Regions from separate parts of the Capsicum annuum genome. Here region 2 is linked to region 1. Evidence: chromatin contacts called from public Hi-C data. All regions are on one chromosome and are shown on one strand. Each heading gives the region's core, a stretch centred on a gene start, on an enhancer-like site or on the middle of the called end of the contact. The rest is flanking DNA. Distances are from core to core; before and after follow the strand shown. Region 1 holds the start of LOC107862863 (V-type proton ATPase subunit C). Region 2 holds the start of LOC107862861 (poly(A) polymerase I).

Region 1 (3,171 bases), core at 500-2,999:
AAATCTGTTCTCTGTTTACTAGGACATCAGTATGTGCTTCATTCGCATTGCGAGTTTTACTTTACATATTAAAGCTATATCTTTGTTTTACCTCACCATATCCCACCCTATACATACTGAGGATACTATTTACTTGTATCGTGAATATGATATGTAAGATTTGATATGGAAATCCTTGTCACCACCCAACAAAATCGAAATTTATATAAATAAGATCTCCAACATTCTAATACCCACTACTTCTCTTGGATTAAAAAAAAGTTGCTTCATATAAAACAACCGAATAGATACCTTAAGGTCATCTTCAATCTTGGCAACTTGGCTGTGAATTCCATCCACAATCTCCTTAAGAGGTGACATTGTTGGATATTTCGCCTCATCCCATGCAAACCTACAACCAAAATCAAATTTTCTTATCAGAAAAAAGTTCTCACTTGACGAAAGCAGTCAAACTAGGTGATTACCTAGTGAGGTATGAGTCAACAGGAACGCCATCTACGGTGAGAGAGGTACTGAGAACACCAGAAACTCTCTCCAATTCCTCGATCTGACGTCGTGTCTTGGAGCAAACCCCTTCAATGAAGGTATTCGACTGCAAAAATTCGAACTTTCCACATCAGATTCACACCAATTCCACATTAAATAACTAAATTTCTCAATTACTAAACACAACTTTTGCCCTACCTATCCCCTTCCCCAATTGCAAAAATTGCTAAAAAACAAGAAAACGTTAACAATCCATTACAACAAAAAACTCAAGATTTGCACATCAGATTCGCATCAACGCCGCATTAAATAACAAAATTTATCCATTCCTAAATACAGTTTTTCCCCTTCGATAATCAAGTTCTACCTATCCCCTTCCCCAATTACATAATTCCAGCTAGAAGCTACCAAAAAACAGGAAAACGACAACAATCCATTATAGATCACACATTACTACTTATCGATTCCTAAAATACAAAATTGCAGCTAGTAGCTACTAAAAAAGAAGAAAACGATAACCAATCCATTATAGATCAAACATTACAATTTCTCGATTCCTAAATACAGTTTTTGCCTATCCTCTTCCCCAATTGCAAAATTGCAGTTAGTAGCTACTTAAAAAGGGAGAAAATGACAAGAGTCCATTATAGATCACACACTACTATTTCTCGATTCCAAAATAATCAAATTCTACCTATCCCCTTCCCCAATTGTAAAATTGCAGCTAAGTAGCTACTAAAAAACGAGAAAATCGTAACAATCCAATATAGATCACACATTACTAATGCTTCGCAACTGAAATAAGGAAATGTAGAGATAGACACACACACACACTAACCTTAACAAGATCATCGCTGAGAGCTAAAAGCGAATCCAATGTACCGACACGGAGATTAGGGATATTAAACTGCAAATTCAACGACAAAAATTGAAGATGATCCAAAAAAATCAGGCAGATATCGGTATAATATGTTAGCAGAAGCTAACCTGGACACCACGATCATTGAAAAATTAAATGTTAGGGAGAAGCAAGCTTACTCTGTAAAGAGGAGTGTCGAATGAATGCCTGGATATGGATTCTTGAAGGCGACTCCAAAGAGAAGTGGTAGATGAGTTTTGCTGAACAGGAAGAGAAACCACCCAATATCTCGAAGCCATTATTCTTCCACTGTTCTTTGCTTTGATTAGATGCGCAGGGAAAGATTAAAATTGGAGTCGTTGAACTTTTTTAAGTCCGTCCCGGAACGTTATGTAGTGATTTGTGTCTGTCCGTGCCTTAATAGAATTGCACCATCATCGCCTAGTTTCAGAATTACACAAACACCCCTTTTTTTTTCTTTTTACTTAAGTTAGTTTTTTTTTTTTGATAAACAGAACATAATATATATATATATATATATATAAAAGTTCTTAACGTATTACAGAGAGATTATCTATGGGCGAGCCACTGTACAAGCACCGGCAGTAGTATACATATTCCTAGTATTCACAACTTGATAACTACGATTAGTATTATTAAACACAAGTTGATCAGGCGTGTGTATCCTGACCGTACGACAACTCAAGCCTCCATTTTTGTCGGCAATCAAAATATCCTCTACGGATGCATGAGGTTCCCAAAATAGTTTCGTAGTAGTAGCTACATTCGTCCGTGTCAGTGCATGAGCCAACTTATTTTGTTCCCTGTACACGTGCTCCAGTAACGGGCCATCCAACTACGCATCAGGTACCTGCAATCAGACAATAAAGGTGAATCATCAGACGATACATTTGATATGACATGAACAATTTGAGCACATTCTACGTTTATTTGCAATGCCATGTAACGATATTGAATTGTAATGCTCAAACCCAAAAGTAAAGCCTGAAGTTTAGCTTCCATAGGGCTTGGGACAAAGATCCTACTAGTGAATCCTAGTAACCAATCCTCATTTGAGTTTAGAAAGAAACCCGCTATGGAAGTCATTTCCAACTTGGAAGGAAAGGTTGCATCAGTATTAAGCATAACAAAAGAAAGTGCAGGGGGCTTCCATTTGATGTACACTGGTATGGTTTGCTTAACTGTTCGTTGTTTACCCGCTAAAAAAAAAATATTCAGTGGCTAATGGCATCACATTATCAACAGAGATTTCAAAAGGAGTGTTGTAGAAAATACATCTATTTCGCGCTAACTAGATTGCCCAAAGGCAGTAGAGTAGCAGTATTTTGCTAGGAATATACTGCGTTGTTTGTTGTGAGGGCTTAAGATGAAGTAGTTGCAAGAGCCACAACAATGGATGTTGGTTCTCTGGCATCGTCTGCCTGAGTTTTCGAATTTGGTCTATGATGCCTAACTGAATCCACAATGGTTCAATGGATTCGCAGTAAATGAAGAGGTGGACAATGATTTCTTCCATTGTGAAGTTATAAAGTCTACCATTAGGGGTAGGGATACAGTGAATATGATGCAGATAAGAAGCTGTTGGGAGTCCATCATGATTAATGAGCCAAAGGAAATGCTTGATTTTAGGTGGCATATCCAACTTCCATGTCCAAGAGAAGTTGAAATTGTCCGCGTTGGGATGGATTGAGGAAAAGATACCGTTATAGCATGACTTCACAGTAAAGTTTTTGGAGTCTGTCAATTCTCATTTGATTTTATTTGCCGCTGAGGGGTAGTAGCAAGGAAAATGGACAACATTTATG
Region 2 (2,976 bases), core at 16-2,515, 140 kb before region 1:
GTGTTCTTGTTGTCTTGTGTTGTTGTTGCATTTTTGGGGACTGTTTTGAGGCTTGTTTGGACTGTTTGGTATCACTACTCCGGCAGAGTTAGGACTTAGGCATCTCTCATCAATAACCTTGGCAATGAAAAGGGGTCAGATACTTCAACCACAGGAGCAATTAGTTGATTGACCCAACCGAAGGGATGCATGGGTTAGATGATACATTTCTTTCTCTCTCTATTTTGAGAATTAGATGATCCATTTCATAACACAGTAAAGTAGGTACAGGGAAGTGTTTAATAAAGGTGGAAATCGATCCCGTCACATATATCACCTAAAGCAGCTTATTAAAAAAGTAACATTATAAGAAGCCATGGAATAAGTGGCAGACCAAGATACATTGCATTTCTCTTAAAAGAAGCATGACCGCTGATTCGTAATCTTAAATAAGGAATAAATACCACCACCTTAAGGAACTCTAAGGCAAATCTTAAACTCTCTTCACCACAATACAATTACATGGGAGAGAAAAGTTCAATGAAGGTGGCAGCTGGCTAATCAAATAGGTGCCATGTAATCATGAAAAAAATTAGCTATATTATCAAGGATGAAGTTAGCGTACGTAATTTGTTCATGTTGATGGCAGCAAAGGACAAAGCAGAGTAACATGACTAGTCCCATTCAGTGTGTTCACCCAATAGCAAACAAGGCAGTTAATTTCCATTGCTAAAAGAAGTATTAGTCTAGTCCAAAACAAAAGATAACTAAAACATAAAACCAGCAAACTATAATCAACTGTGAAATAGAGTACCTTTACTTCTGAGACCATTAAGAACAATTTTTGCAGGTTTAGCAATCATCGAGCTGCTAATTCCTAGTTCCTTAGAATTGAACCTCTTCCATTCTGCTGGTTCTGTAATTCCCACTAAAATATTCACTTTTTTTTTCTTCCGCAAAGACGGAAACTTCAATAAAAGCAGAAATTCACCAACCTTTGCCACTTTCGATATCTTCAATGGCTTCCATTGCTGCGGCACAGCTAATAAATACCTGTAAAAAAAAAAGTAGGAATAAATATGGATGTGTGTATGTCTTCACGCGTAATTGCAAGAACAAAGGAGGCACCTTTCGCATGTGGTAAGATAGGGGAAAATGCGGACGATATGAGAATGCGAAACCAGTGGCAATGGCCATGGTTAAGAGATGTGTGCTTCCTGCAACAATGTACACTGGGGGTTTTGATAGGGTTTTTGATTGGAGTAGAAGAGGTGATGATTTTGGACTCGGGTTGGGCTTAGTCCAATACAAATGGTTGGGCTTTTCGAGAACGAGGCCGAGTAAAATGGGCTGTTCTTGATTTTTGTCCCACCGTAAAAGAAGTCTTATAAAAAGGCAAAACTTTACGTATAGTTAAATATTAAATTATAAAAAAATAACAACACTTTTATCAAATTACATTTTGTAGCATATGTATTTGTATTTTTGTAGCAACAATTTGCAAAAATACAAAATACATATCGATCATAAGGACAGTAAAAATCATATATATTTGTATTTTTGTAGCAACAGTTTGCAAAAATACAAAATACAACTTGCTATATTATGTAATTATGAAACTATTGCTATGAAACTCATAATTAAGGGGATAAGTATGCTATTTCTGAATTTTACCCTTTCAATAATTTCATTTTATGAATTTCAGTTAGTGATTAAATGAATTTAAGATCCTAAGATATAAATATTGACTAATAGATTTTGTTTCTATTTCAGTTACATTTAGAGATTAAAAAAGGAAAAGGGAGTGATTCACTCCCTCCCGATGTATACACCAAGCCAATACATGTATGACACATGTTTGAATTTAGAGTTCATGTTAACTTAACCATGATAAATTAACAAATAATTTACTTAATCGTGATAAAGAAAACTAGTTTGGTGTATACACCGGGTGCGTGTAAATTTTACCCCTCTTTTATCCTCTCTAACATCTCTCATTGTTATTGAATATTAAAATTCAAATATTGAAGATTGTGTGTCAAAATAAACCTGAGTATCATGAATGCGTTGATACCCATTCTAATTTGTAATACACAACATATAAAAAATAAAATATGTATATAGAAACAGTCATACATATTTGTATATGCATAAATGTGTGTGTGTATGAACAAACACATAACAAATACATATACATACGTATATATGTGTACCAACACATAACAAACTTGTATACATATATATAGGGGCGGATCTATTAGGGCCCGTGAGGATGTCACGTTACCTGCAAATTTTGACGGAAACTCTCTCTCTATATAGGTATATATATACACACTGATATATTCAAATAATAAACCTGTCACTCACAATACCAAAGTGATATCTAGTGCAAGTGGTAGAGGCGCATTTTTAGTGGCCCAAAGGTCGACCTTTGTTGGCAGCATAACTTTTCAAGTTTTTTTTAAAGTAATGCATGTTACTTAGTAGGCTGTAGGCATAATAGTTGACTTAATTATACAATTAATTATTATTTTTGACTTTTTTTTTAATTTTATTAGTTGTTAAAAAATAATTTAATCTCTCTCATCCAAATTAAAAAAAATTTATCGCTATTCCTCTCAATTTCCAAAGCACGATTTCACAACCTCTCTTTATTTCTCGACTTCTGAACTCTAGTTCACTGTTGTCGCCTTCTGCCGCTGGTCGAATTTCATCGTCGCTGGCAAAATCGCAAAAGTCTCACCTTTGAAGACTAAGGATTGGTTTCATAAGATTATACTCATGAGGACACTTTCTGTAAAGTTACTTAAATTCTGAATTTTTTTCATTTGAAGTGATTGTCCAAACCTTTCTGTGAATATCACTGTAGTCTGCATTTGATGGTTGAACTGCAATGTCTTCTAACAGTGCAAACATATAAATATATAATAGCATCAATGTTGGGAATATTTCCTGCGGTTAGTTTTGTTTCTATCCTAATTTAATTTTGTTTCTATC

Evidence for each region. Hi-C and Micro-C count contacts between places; a contact is called where the count stands out from the background.
Region 2: a contact with region 1 is called in a Hi-C map of leaf, with 4 times the contacts expected there. The contact joins the promoter of LOC107862861 here to the promoter of LOC107862863 in region 1. A contact is called at or near these places in 2 of 5 Hi-C or Micro-C datasets (leaf and placenta).

Annotation. Positions count from the first base shown.
Region 1 is chr3:238,135,879-238,139,049 of UCD10Xv1.1, reverse strand. LOC107862863 (V-type proton ATPase subunit C) reads right to left here and starts at 1,749. Exons shown (of 11, transcript XM_016708564.2): 1 at 1,525-1,749; 2 at 1,325-1,393; 3 at 465-592; 4 at 292-391. The coding sequence starts at 1,644.
Region 2 is chr3:238,276,464-238,279,439 of UCD10Xv1.1, reverse strand. LOC107862861 (poly(A) polymerase I) reads right to left here and starts at 1,265. Exons shown (of 14, transcript XM_016708562.2): 1 at 1,108-1,265; 2 at 975-1,032; 3 at 794-895. The coding sequence starts at 1,176.